2 separate regions of the Mus musculus genome follow, and region 1 is linked to region 2. Evidence: chromatin contacts called from public promoter capture Hi-C data. All regions are on one chromosome and are shown on one strand. The core of a region is the stretch at or near the end of the contact, and the rest is flanking DNA. Distances in the headings are between cores, read along the strand shown.

Region 1 (6,699 bases), core at 3,644-6,143, 190 kb after region 2:
CATTTCTTTAGTATCCAGAACGACACAAGTACAGTATACTTTCCTGTGATTTGGATATTTACAGTAAACACCCATATACCCAAACCCAGGGGTTCAGGTACAGATTTAACAATTACAAAGAACGGACAGCATTATCCTCAGAGGACTCTCACCAGAGGGTCAAAGCAGAGGCCCACTGATGACGGGCTTTGTTTTGCCAAAACATGAATGGAAAACCAAGATTCTGGGACTTGTCACCAAATGCACAGCCAAGGAGAAACAAAGCACATTATTGACAGCATGTATCATTCAACAAATAGCTAGTTAAAGCTGGAAATAGTTCATCACAGACACAGCTAAGGACGCAGGGGCCCAGGCCTAGGGTCTGGTCAGCTTGTGCCCCACCCACTTCCCAGTCCCTGTACTTTACAATTGGATGTCTGCGTTCAGAAGGACCCACTCAACAGCCTGACTCTAGGAAACCTTTGTTTTCTCAGGTAGTTTGGGGGTGTGCTTTGTCTATGCTAATGGACATGAGGAGCCCTGTACACATGAATGCTTTCCAAAATCAATGATAAAGATCAATTTCTCAAAAGATAAGTGAAAAGGGTTGGTTCTGTGTGACAGTAGAGTGTTCCGTGTGTCTCGAGGAGCAAGACGCTCCCCATTCCAGTTCTGGGTAAGTTTGCTCTAACTGGCTTACCTCTCTGTTGTGAATGCCGAGTACTCAGCACAGCGTTAAAAATGCCATTTTCATGGAGAGATTTCGGATTCTGCCAGCAGCCAAGACTTTAAAGGAAAAGAATCAAGCATGTGTGGAGCTGGTAGAGCAGGTTTTTAAGTAAAGCCACACCCTTCTGGTATCATGTAGGCCTGGGAACCTCTGTCTCGGAGATTTGAGCCAATTAGTATTTCTACTAAGTTCTTGGCAGGTGTCAACCTGCTCTTCACCAGGGCTCCACAACTAGGTGCATCGAACATGTTTCTCCTCAACATGAGATTCTGCAGGGATAGGATAGAGGGCCATCTGGACTAGCCTTGTCCTGTCCAAGAGTCTCCCATCCTGAAGCCTCCTTGGTATGTAACTCCGTTCTTTTGGATCAAAGGAAGAACTCAGATACACACCTGATTCTCAGGAAACCAGGTCAATTCTTTTTTCCATCATCTTAGAAAATGGGGTTAAAAGAGAGCTGGCTTCCATTGAGTGAAATGAAATCCAGAATTTTTTTTTTCTTTTTGAAATAGGATCTTGCTAGAGACAAAGCTGTCTCTACCACTCAAGTGCTGGGATTACAGGTATGTTCCACCACACCCAGCTAAAGTGTAGAGAATCTTTTAACACAGCATCAAAAGATATCAGCAGATTTAGCTATAAAGTTTCCGGCAGGAGTTTCCACCTGTCAGTTGTTCGTGAACCATTGCCCTGCTTTTACCCTGTATCTTTCACTAACTTGACTTATTATTTCATAGCTTTAATTTTCTTGGACATGTATTATTTTCAGAATCATCAAAGAAGCATCTGAGTTCACCTTTCCCCAGTCCTGTCTGTCTCTTAAACTCAAATGCAGCAGGGCTTTGAGCGTGCCAGGTAAGCGCTTTCTACTGAGCACCACTGCACTTCCAGTTGGTTTATATAAAAATACTTGGATAGTTCAGTTAAATTCTGTTTTTAAGTAATTCCAGCATACAAATGTATGTCTGTAATTTTGTTTTTATATCATTATAGCTTACACTTCTTTTTTAAAGCTGAAACTTATATGTTTGCATTGGTGCTGTGGGTTGAATCCAGTGCCTCCTGCATGTGTGGCAAGAATGACATCACTAGCTGGGCAGTGGTGGCACACGCCTTTAATCCCAGCACTCGGGAGGCAGAGGCAGGTGGATTTCTGAGTTCGAGGCCAGCCTGGTCTACAGGGTGAGTTCCAGGACAGCCAGGGCTATACAGAGAAACCCTGTCTCAAAAACCAAAAAAGGGGGGGGGGATGACATCACTGGGCTCCCCATAGTGAAGCTTCCATGTTTAAGGACCATGGCCAGCTGCACTGAACCCTCAAGCGTACTTTTATGAGCTTCTCACTTTTGGGTGAATTTGGATAGGTCTCAACAAGGAAGTCATTTTATTTTCAAATATAAAAGACCTATAAAGAAGAAGAAGAAGACATCCCCCTCCTGTTTGTCCAAGTAGCACACCTATCCCACACAGGACAGTGACCTGTGTATATCTGAATGTGAGTTAGGGTTCTGGGTGAGGGGGTTAGGGACTTAAAAGGCTCTTAAAGACATTTTAAAAGCATGGGAAGAATCCTATTTGTTTTCCACGTTTTGTGTTTGGTTTGTCTTGAGAAGAAATTAGAAAGCAACACCCTGAAAACAACATAAATGAACAAGCATTCAACATCCTGGAGAGAATCCTGGGCAGGACTATTATACAACTAGTTTCTCCTGAGAACACAATGTACTTAATAAGTGAATCCAAATGGACACCAGAAATGATACACAATATTTGTTTAGCAAAATAGTTACCCCATTGGTAAGCATGAAAATAACTATGTGTGATAATGTATCATCATTATTAGCAGAATAAAGGCCCCTCTAGGAGACCAAGTGTACAAGTAAGCCAATGTTAGCATCCTTCTTGACTCAAGATACTGAGAGAATGATGGTTTGGGGAATCACCATGGTTTCAATGGGTGCAGGAGTTGTCATAGTTACGAAAGGAAGAGGAAGAGCATTCTTTCTGTGTATGATCAGAAAAACATGCCACAGTACAATGCACATGATCGCTGTGTAATAAATGTGGATTGCATTACAAAGAGTGATATTCTTAGAAGCCAGGTGAATAACACTTTTATCTGGAGGTGCAACTGGCTTACACGCTCCTGATTCTTGCTGATATAAGAAAACTTCATATGGCCACATACATGTTACACAACACTCTATGACAGAATGTAGCAGGGGAAGATTTCCACCTGGTCCCTGCTGTTCTTCACAGATCAATTCCTGAAGTTATTGTCCATGGTGACTCAAGTGTACTTCCAGAGAAGGGCCCTGAGTCTGTCTCTCTGATTCACTGGCAAATTCTAGAGGCATTGGGTGGCCTTGGTAATGGACAAGACTCACCTCACAGGCAGGTGCATGTGTGACTCTTTGTTTGACAACAGACCTTGCACCTTGACAAGCCTTCAGGGACTCAGAATGGCAGATGACATTCCTTTAACAAGCAAACCAGACTGTGATCATTGTTCTTTCCAGAGGAGTTGCTAAGGATTCAGGGTAGCTTGCTGTTGCCTTGCCAATACAATTTCTCTTCTACTTTTTTCTTTTTCCACCGGCAGAGAAGCAGCAGCTTAAAGGTCTTCCTGAAGGTTCTGTTGCAGAGAGCGTAACAGATGGGGTTGATGGTGCTGTTGACATAGCACAGCCAGTAACCCAAGTGCCACAGGGTGACAGGGACACACTTGTCACAGAAGGTGGAAACCAGGACCATGATGTTATAAGGAGTCCATGTGATGATGAAGGCCAGGAGAATGGCGCTCAAGGTCTGCGCCGCTTTCCTCTCTTTGACTAGGACCATTCTCTTTCGTTTGGTCATTTGATGGCTGAGGTGGGGATCCAGGCCTTTTGTTGAAGGGTCTTTGGACACTGGGAAGGAACAGGGCATGATTTTCACCTTACGACAGCCATTGTTTGTCTCCTGGGTCCCGTCAGCTTTTACCACCAATCGGAACTTATAGGCAACACACTTCTGACTCTTGAGTCTGTGAGCAGCACCTGGAGACAGGAAGTACTTGGGAGTGTCATAGTCATTGTTTTCAGTCCGAGGGCTCACAAACGTTTCCTTGGTCTCTTGGGTATTGAATTCCTTCCCCGGGCTTTCCTTGGCCTCATTCTTGCAGACCACTTGAAAGACAGGGTCAGTGGTGGCCTTGGCTTCGTCCTCTGAAGAGGGGCAGCTGCTACAGTTGGTAACCTGCTCAGCCTTTTCCCAGTCAGCACTTAGATCAGTGGCCTGGGTTGGCTTTCCCGTTGTTGAGGTGCTTCTACGGGAGGATGACCAGGAGGCCTGGTTCCGTACTCTCTGGGCCAGGCTGGGTCTAGGGCAGCTAAAGAAAGATCTGAGCAGGGTCCTGTGAGCCGGTTTTCTCTTCTTGACTTCTGCCACAGAATCGGAACCTTGGAGGTCAGCCAGGTCCTTGGTTCGTTTCTCTGTTTCCCGGTAGATCCGGCAGTAGAGTATGGTCATGACGGAGACAGGGATATAGAAAGCGGCAATGGCGGTCCCAAAAGTGATGGTGGGCTCAGAGAGGAACTGGATCTGGCACTCATCAGGTGGTACTGTCCGCTTCCCGACCAAGTACTGCCAGCAGAGGATGGCTGGCGCCCAGAGGATGAAGGAGACCAGCCATGCCAAGCCGATCATGATGCCAGCCCTCTTTGGGGTACGCTTGGCTCGGTATGTCAGTGGTCTTGTGATGGAAAAGTAACGATCAAAGCTAATCACCAGAAGGTTCATGACAGAAGCGTTGCTGGCTACATAGTCGAGTGCAAGCCAAAGGTCACAGGCCAGACTCCCGAGAACCCAGCGTCCCATGAGGATGTAGGTCGTGTAGAGGTTCATGGAGAAGATGCCAATGATGAGGTCTGCACAGGCCAAGCTGAGCAGGTAATAGTTGTTAACTGTCTTGAGCTGACTGTTGACTTTGAAGGAGATCATGACCAAGACATTGCCGACAATGGTCATCAGACTGACCACAGCGGTCACAGCTGCAATAGTAATGACTTCCCACAGTCCATGGCGTTCCAAAGCCTGGTGATTTACTGGGGTGCCGTTGACAGTGGTTTCATTGTGATAAGACTCCCCTTCCATCCTGGCTCAAGAAATTACACTCAGATTTGGTCCAAGGTTTGGCGCTACTCTCTGTTTGGAGCTACCTCCCCTCTTCTTGGCCAGTATCTGGAAGAAACACAAACAGGTCAGTTCCGCTCATCACACACACTTCTGCATAGTTTTCTTTTTCATTTAGGGTTCATCATTGCTAACAAAATTATGAAGTGCACGTAGAACAAGATGCTGAATTGTTGAACCTTTTTCCCCACTGAAGAAATTAATTATCAAAACTATTCATAGTGTTGAAATACTTAAGGTAAGTATAAGGTAGAAGGCAAAATACATTTTGGATAACATTCTAGAAATATATCTGTACACATCATTGCATTGGATAACAGTATAGTAATATATGTATATAATTTTTATCATTGCAAAATTCTTCTGCCTAATGAATTTTGGACTTTGACTATAAAAATTCAATTACATGTTTTTCAATGAAAAATTCTGACATTTTTACACACATAACAAATGAATTTTGTCTTCCTGTCTCATTGCCCTCTCTCATTCCCTGCTTCTCCCACTGAAACCATTCTTCATCCATAGAAATTGCTAGGCCATCAGTAGTAACATTTTTATCAGGGCTATTCTTTTAAAAATGTATTAGTTCTTCGAGAATTCCATATGTTGTATTTTGATCATATTCACTCCCCCAACCCCTTCTAGACCCACCCCTCCTTACCCACCCACCCACCCACCCAACTTTGTGTCTTTTACTTTTTTGTTTGTTTGGTTTTTTTTTTGTTTGTTTGTTTGTTTGTTTTTCGAGACAGGGTTTCTCTGTATATCCCTGGCTGTCCTGTAACTCACTTTGTAGAACAGGCTTGGCCTTGAACTCAGAAATCTGCCTCCCTCTGCCTCCCAAGTGCTGGGATTAAAGGCGTGTGCGACCACCAGCCCTTTTTTAACTGTATAATCCTTTTGCTTTTTCAAACAGCCCTCAATGCCTGAGCATCTTTCATATGTGTGAAACTGCTGCCCTCTTGTGGCAATTTTATAAAAGGGGGGGGGGTTGAGAAGGTAAGGGAGAAAGAAAAGAAAAAATAGAATTGCTTAAAAGGAAGGGAGGGGGAGGTTGGAGGGAGAAGGAGGAGTGGAGGGCAGGAATGGGGGTTGGGTGGGGGATAAAAGTGGAGTTGGGGGAGGGGGAAGGTGAGTGTGAGTGTGACAGACTTGAATTTGGGACACATAAACTGGACATGAACACCAGATGTAGCAACCAGAAGCAGTAGGTTTAAAACACAAGTGCTCACAGTGGGTTAAATATCAGGAAGAACTCCAGAACTCCTGTCGAAGGAATGTGTGAAGAAACAAAGTTTTAGGCAGCTCTTATTAAGTGACCTGTATTTCACTTCTTTTGACTGATAAAGAAGAAGTGCAGTCCAAGGTTCATTTCATTGAAGAGATGACTTCTCATTGTGTCTGAAGCGATAATGTTAGGAGCAGGATTTCAACTGACTGGCTTTAAAAATGGTGCTTATTAGTGTGCTAAGTGCCTTGGAGCATAAAAGAGATGTGCCAGCACATGAATTGAGAGGCTTAATATTACTCGGCTTTATCAACCATCCAGGAAGAAAGTTGGGCCTTCAGGGACAGAAAGGCCTATTCCTGAGGATATTAAATGGCTGCACTGTCGCTGAGGACAGGAAAGCCGGTGAGACAGTTTAAATTCGAGGACTAGACAGGGAGTCACTGGATGTGTGTGTGTGTGTGTGTGTGTGTGTGTGTGTGTGTGTGTGTGTGTGTTTGTGAGAGAGAGAGAGAGAGAGAGAGAGAGGGAGGGAGGGAGGGAGAGAGAGAGAGAGAGGGAGAGAGAGAGGGAGAGAGAAAGGGAG
Region 2 (6,306 bases), core at 2,160-4,659:
GCCGGTTCTATTTCTACACTGCTTAACCACTGATTTGTTAGGATAGCTCACTCCCAGGATTTCTTGCTTGGTATCCCAACCCTTATGTACTGTCTGCTACTTTGGCCCCACAAGAGACATACCAGATTGAAGATTGAATGCTATAAAGATAAAAGCTCTATAAAAATACACTTGTAAGTAGGTGTGGTAGCGCATGCCTGCAGTCTGAGTACTTGGAAGGCTGAGGTAAAAGCATATAGTGAGACCCTGTCTCAAAAATTAAAAGCCCCCAATGTCCTCATTTGATTTTAAATATTGCTTATTACTTTTATATTCTATACTCAATATTTAGTTGGTAGTAAGGAATATATTATGTATAATTTAGCATATGATACTTTTTTTTAAAAAGATTTATTTATTTTTATACAAGTATACTGTAGCTGTCTGTCTTCAGACACATTAGAAGAGAGTATCAGATGGTTGAGAGCCACCATGTGGTTGCTGAGAATTGAACTCATGGCCTCTGGAACCGCTGAGCCACCTCTCTATCACCATGATACAACTTTCTAAAACTTATGCAGTATATCCAAGTTCACCATGAAATTGAAGATTTGAAAGAGTTTCAGATTTCAGTCCAAATTTGGACATGCAGAGAAAGGTTATCAGGTGGTAACCTCTAAAGAAACTAGTATCTTTTGGTTTTGGCATATTGAAAGAGGAAGATATTTTACATACAAAATGTTATCAGCATTATAGTAATAATAGCAGTTGCCATTGCTAGGCAGTGCTAGGTGAGTAGCTGAGGCAGGGTTAACCCAGGCATCTAACAGTGTTGACTTCTTGCCCACAGCAACCACTGGACCATGGTGGATCAGAAAAGTGAGGTGCCAGGAAATCTGGGTTACATCAGTGTACAGACTCAGGTGGAGAATCTGTGCATAGCACAGCCTTTCCTCCCCGGCACTGCAGTCCTGTACTTTTTAAACATGCTTTAAAATTTTTATTTAATATAAATTAAAATAGAATTACATCATTTCCCCTTTCCCTTTTCTCCAAACCTTTCCGTGTCCCTTTTCTCCATTCTTACATATGTGTGTGTGTTTTATATATAGATATACATACACTTGTAATGATAATAAACACTTTAAAAAACTCTTATACTACTAGGCATCTGTATTCTCTTAATTACTAATCCTGAGGCTTTCTTTCTTTTGTAAATATGAATTCCTCAGAATTTGATGAAAATTTATTCCTTGTCAAACTTTGTGTGTGCTGTATTGCTCTTTTATTTGGTATGGACTATTTCCAAGTATACTGTATTTTTCTAAAGTGTGCCAAAAATTGAGACAGCTGAAGAAGCAGGAAGCTTGGCTTAATCAGACTGTCCCAGAGTATCTCTCTACCTGTCATATATATAGGAAGGCGCATCCTTACCTGTGAGATGGATACTTCAAGACTAAGGGTTAGTGCTAGGATGTAGACAATGTAAAATAATTAACTTTTAGAATTACTTTAAAATGTTAGAAGCTGGGTATGTTGGCTGGTGCTGCAATATCTAGCAGGGGGATCATTAGAACAAGTTCAGGGCCAGCCTGAGCTACAGAGTGACACCTGTTTAAAAAAAGAAAAAAAAAAAAAGCAAGAGAAACCTACATGTAGTGCCGAAATTATACTAGGTGTTTTTTACTTAAGTAAAATAACAATAAAAAAATCCCATTTAAAGGAAAATTTTCATATAGGTGTAACATATACATGGTAGAAATTGCATATGGCACATAAACACATAGATAAAATTATTTTAATCCAGTAAGCCCTGTATATAAGGTGGGTTGGGTTCCCTTATTTACTTCCTGTGTTCTTCTTACTGCAGCGGAACATCTTGTGGAAAAAGATCCTAATATTAGTGTTAGAAATGTCAGCTCTGGAGCAAGAGCCTAAGAAGCCATCATTGTCTTTCTCCCAACTCCTTGCTTATACTCCGGATAGCTTTTTATCTGAACTTCTGTTTTCATTTTCTGCATACCATAAAAAATTACACACAACCACATTGAACTCCTCCATTTACTCCAGGTCTGGTCCGTCTCCATTTCCTGTGGGCTGGCATGACTGATTGTCCCTGGCTTTGATTACTCCGTTTATCAATATCTGTCAGTACTCAGACATACCAACTCTATGTCTCAACTTGCAGTTGCTTGTGGTTTAACCTATGCACTTCATTTGATTGATTGACATGCAGAGGACTAGTTTCAAACTTGTGGTCCTTCTGCTTAGGCCTCCAGGTACTGGGACTATAGGAACGCACCACTGTATTTGACCTTATTTCTTCAGTTATATTATGAATTGCAGAAAGATGAGTGATAGTCTTAATATTTTTAGAAAAGTAGTTTCTATTGCAGGAAATTTCAAACTGCAAAAACAGTGACTTTCCTGCCAGTATCTCTTCTCTCTTGCTGTTTTTGTTTTGTTTTGTTTTGTTTTAGATCTTTGTATTTAGAAATATCAACCTTTTAAAACAAAATGTTGGAACTATTTTCCTCAATCATTATTTTTTTTAATGTTTCATTGAGGTATAGGTAACATAAAATTCACTACATAAATGTACCATTTAATGAGTTTGCACACATGCATATACTTGTAAAACAGTTACCATAATCAAGATAATGAACATTTTCAGTTCCCACAAAAATTTCCTGTGCTCTTTATAATGTACTTTAGCTAATTCCCAGGTTTGCAAACAACAGCTAGGTTTTTTCTGTCACTATTCTCTTATTTGCATTTATGAGAGTTTTATGTGAATAGAATGATAGAGTATTATTGTCTTCTTTTATACAGCATAATTATATTGATATTTATCCATTCTATTTTTATTTTATTTTATTGTTTGGTTTTTCGAGACAGGGTTTCTCTGTATAGCCCTGACTGTCCTGGAACTCACTTTGTAGACCAGACTGGCCTCTGTCTCCCAAGTGCTGGTATTAAAGGCATGTGCCACCACGCCCGGCATATTTATCCATTCTTGTCAGTATCCTTTGCTTCTAATTCTCCTTAACATATCTTTATTTCTTGAAATTTTTTTTGAACTTAGCATTCAAGGGAGTAGTTGAAAACAAGACAGTTTATAAATATGTAGACTTCACAGAGACATTTATGTGTACTTTAGAAGGATATATTGGTACCAGTCAGTAGACCCAATAACTTAAAAGGCTGAGGCAGAAGGATCATTGAACCCAGGAGTTAGAAGCCAACTTGGGCAACATAATCAAAACAAAGAAACAAACAAACATACATACATACATACTACACTGTTTTGTGATTACTGTCCCTATCCTGTTATTCCTCTCCCATCTCTGACACCCTTTCTCATCTATCCCAGTCCCTTTCCCAGGTCCTTGAATTTTGATTTGATTTTGTGTCTCACTAAATTTAGCAAGAGCCATCTGTGCGAGCATTACCTTGGAACTATTCCTTAGAGCCTGGTGGAATCACCAATGGATACACAACTGAAGGCAATGACTCCCCTTTTCCCTGTGTCTATCATTAACAAATAGTTTATCAGTGGGGGGTGTGGTCCCCTAAGCCCTTCCTCCATCCATACCTGTTAACAGACCCATCCTTTTGCAGACACGGTGTAGGCATCCATAGCTATTTTGAGGTTGTGGTATCTATCTGTTTCCCAGAAGATGGCATGTTGTAGTCCCTTTTCTCTGTCTTCCAGCTCTTAAATTCTACTCCTACTTCTGTGAAGCTCTCAGAGCCTCGCAGGGAATGGTATAAAAGTCTTGGTTAGTGCTGAACAGTCATCCACTACTTATTCTCAGGGACTTTGATGCTTTGTCAGTCTAACTCGTAAACAATTTGCAGTTCCTCTCTCGGGCTCACGATCTCTACTCTTTGGGGTTCTTGACAGGCTGTATAATACCAGACAGAATTCCCTCCTGTGTCACAGGCCACCATATCAGTCAGAGAGCACTTGGTTAACCCCTCACAGTAATGTCACTCTTGTACAAGTGAGCATATCTTGCTTTACAGGTTGGCCTTGTAGTTCACAGTTTACAGGTGGTGAGACTGCCTTAGGGTTTCCACTGCTGTGAAGGGACACCATGACCAAGGCAACTCTTATAAAGAACGGCGTTTAATTGGGGTTGGCTAACAGGTTCTGAGGTTCAGTTCAATGATCATCAGACAGAAGAAGCATGGCAAGAGGAGCTGAGAGTTCTACATCTTGTTCCAAAGGCAAACAGAAGACTAGCTTCCAGGCAGCCAGGAGAAGGGTCTCAAAGCCCACCCCAAAGTGACACACTTCCTCCAACAAGGTCACAGCTCCTAACACTGCCACTGTCTGGGCCAAGCATATTAAAATCACTGCAGAGACTGTTGGTGTTCTTTCTCTGAATGGCCTGCATAGTGCCTTCTGGGATTATGGAAGCTAGCCAGCAGAGAGAAAGGTCCCAGGTCAGTTCCACCTGGATTTCTCCATTCATGCAACCAAGGTGTATTATCTTCAGCAATAGTGTCTTTTTGTATAGTTCTGCTGGGCAGCCAAAAGGAATGGCAGGAGCTGATCTTGTTTGGGAGTACTCTTGGGGCTCCTATAATTGACAACTCAGTAGGGACACTAGGGTTTTTATTTGATCATTTACAGTTCCTAGGAAAAATATGTTCTAAAATCTGGTTAAAAGATAAGTTTCTTAAATATATTTGTCCAAATTTTAGTGTGTGTAGGATTAGTCTATAAACTGAACCACTTTTACTGAATGTTATATTTCTGAGCATGTTCTAGAAAGATGACAGTTTTCTAGGTTTTAAAAGTTGTTGGAGGGTTGGAGAGATGGCTCAGCAGTTACGAGCACTGACTGTCTTCCAGAGATCCTGAGTTTAATTCCCAGCAACGACATGGTGGCTTAAAACCATCTGTAATGGGAATCCGATGCCATCTTCTGATGTGTCTGAAGACAGCGACAGTGTATACACATAAATGAAATAAATAAATCTTCCTTTTTTAAAGTTGTTGGTTTTGTAGCCCAAGCTGGCCTTGAACTTGAGATCATTCTACCCCAGCCTACTGAGTATGGATATTATAGCTATATGCCATCCCACCTCAAAGGTGGGTATTTGCATATTCCACTGTCTGTCCAATCCTAATTCCAGCTTGTTCCTCTTTCTCTTTAGCAGAAGTACCCTGGATCTAGTGAACTGTTGGGAATGAGCAAGACAATGGACTCTCAAGGCTCTTTCAGGAAAACATGGCTTAGGATTGATTTGTTCCTCAAATGCTGCATGAGAGCCTTTAGTGCCGCAAGATAATATTGAGAATGGAAGATCTAAAAAGAACATGACTTGTAGAGATCCCTGAGATCTTTGTAGGGGATAGGAAGAGCTAGGGCCCTGAGATCTTCCTATCTCTAAGCAGAGAAGAGAGGCTTCTTCCCGGCCCCAACAGAGGCCTGTGAGACAGAAGCAGACACTGAGTTCTCTCCGTTCCTCCTCCTCCTTCCTCCCTCCCACACCCATTAAAATTTAAGTCTCTGTAAAAGAAATGAGTTGGTTCGTGGTTCTGGAAGCTGGAAAGTCCAAGATAAAAGTATCAGTTTAAAGGGAGGGCAATAGAAGAAACAAGTGGACCAAACACCTTGTGATAACAAGCCTGCTCTCACATTAATACCAATCCATCCAGGCAGGCAGTGCCCTCATAGCTTAACACCTGGGCTGAGGCCCATCCTCCCAGTCATGGTGGACCCAGGGTTAAGTTTCTCTCACTTGCCTTTCTTCCAATCTCATTGAAACCATAAATGTTTGAATTGCATCTTATTTTGTAGTAAAGAAGCTAATAATGTTCATAATGTACAAAAAATGGAATAAATCTCTAAGGCATTATGCCAGATGAAACATGAGGGCAGCCTCAAAAGTCATGCATAATGAGATTACAATTCCATTCACTTATTCAGTGTGTGCGTGTGTGATGTATATAGTATGCACTCATGAGTATGTGAATGTTGCAATGTACATGCACATGGAGGCCAGTGGATATCAGGTGTCCATCTCTACTTTCTTCTATTAAGAGAAGGTCTCTTAGGTGGGCGTGGTGGCGCACGCCTTTAATCCCAGCACTCGGGAGGCAGAGGCAAGCACGTTTCTGAGTTTGAGGCCAGCCTGGTCTACAAAGTGAGTTTCAGGACAGCCAGGGCTACACAGAGAAACCCTGTCTTGAAAAACCAAAAAAAAAAAAAAAAAAAAGGCCTCTTACTGAACATAGAACTATGGTTGGAGCCAGCAATCTTTAGCAACCCTCCCAGTCTTTGTTTTCTATAGCACATGGGTTAGTTACAG

The links. Promoter capture Hi-C pulls out the DNA fragments that hold promoters and counts their contacts.
Region 1: a contact with region 2 is called in a promoter capture Hi-C map of hippocampal neurons, with 3 times the contacts expected there. The contact joins the promoter of Chrm5 here to the enhancer-like site in region 2. A contact is called at or near these places in 6 of 39 promoter capture datasets (cranial neural crest, frontonasal cranial neural crest, hippocampal neurons and 3 more), 1 of 115 datasets of contacts at active chromatin or transcription factors (bone marrow-derived macrophages) and 3 of 9 other capture datasets (adipose tissue, liver and pancreatic islet).

Annotation. Positions count from the first base shown.
Region 1 is chr2:112,475,924-112,482,622 of GRCm38.p6, forward strand. It overlaps Chrm5 (cholinergic receptor, muscarinic 5), which reads right to left and starts at 4,894. Exons shown (of 1, transcript NM_205783.2): 1 at 3,149-4,894. The coding sequence starts at 4,846. The coding sequence ends at 3,248.
Region 2 is chr2:112,289,617-112,295,922 of GRCm38.p6, forward strand. The region is part of intron 1 of Slc12a6 (solute carrier family 12, member 6); the gene reads left to right. Among named protein-coding and RNA genes, the nearest start is that of Slc12a6, 26 kb to the left of the region's middle. Within about 2 kb of position 3,410, at least 2 of the 459 cell types and tissues checked have an H3K27ac peak or open chromatin away from gene starts, as enhancers often do. A contact at or near this core is called in hippocampal neurons, where this site is marked.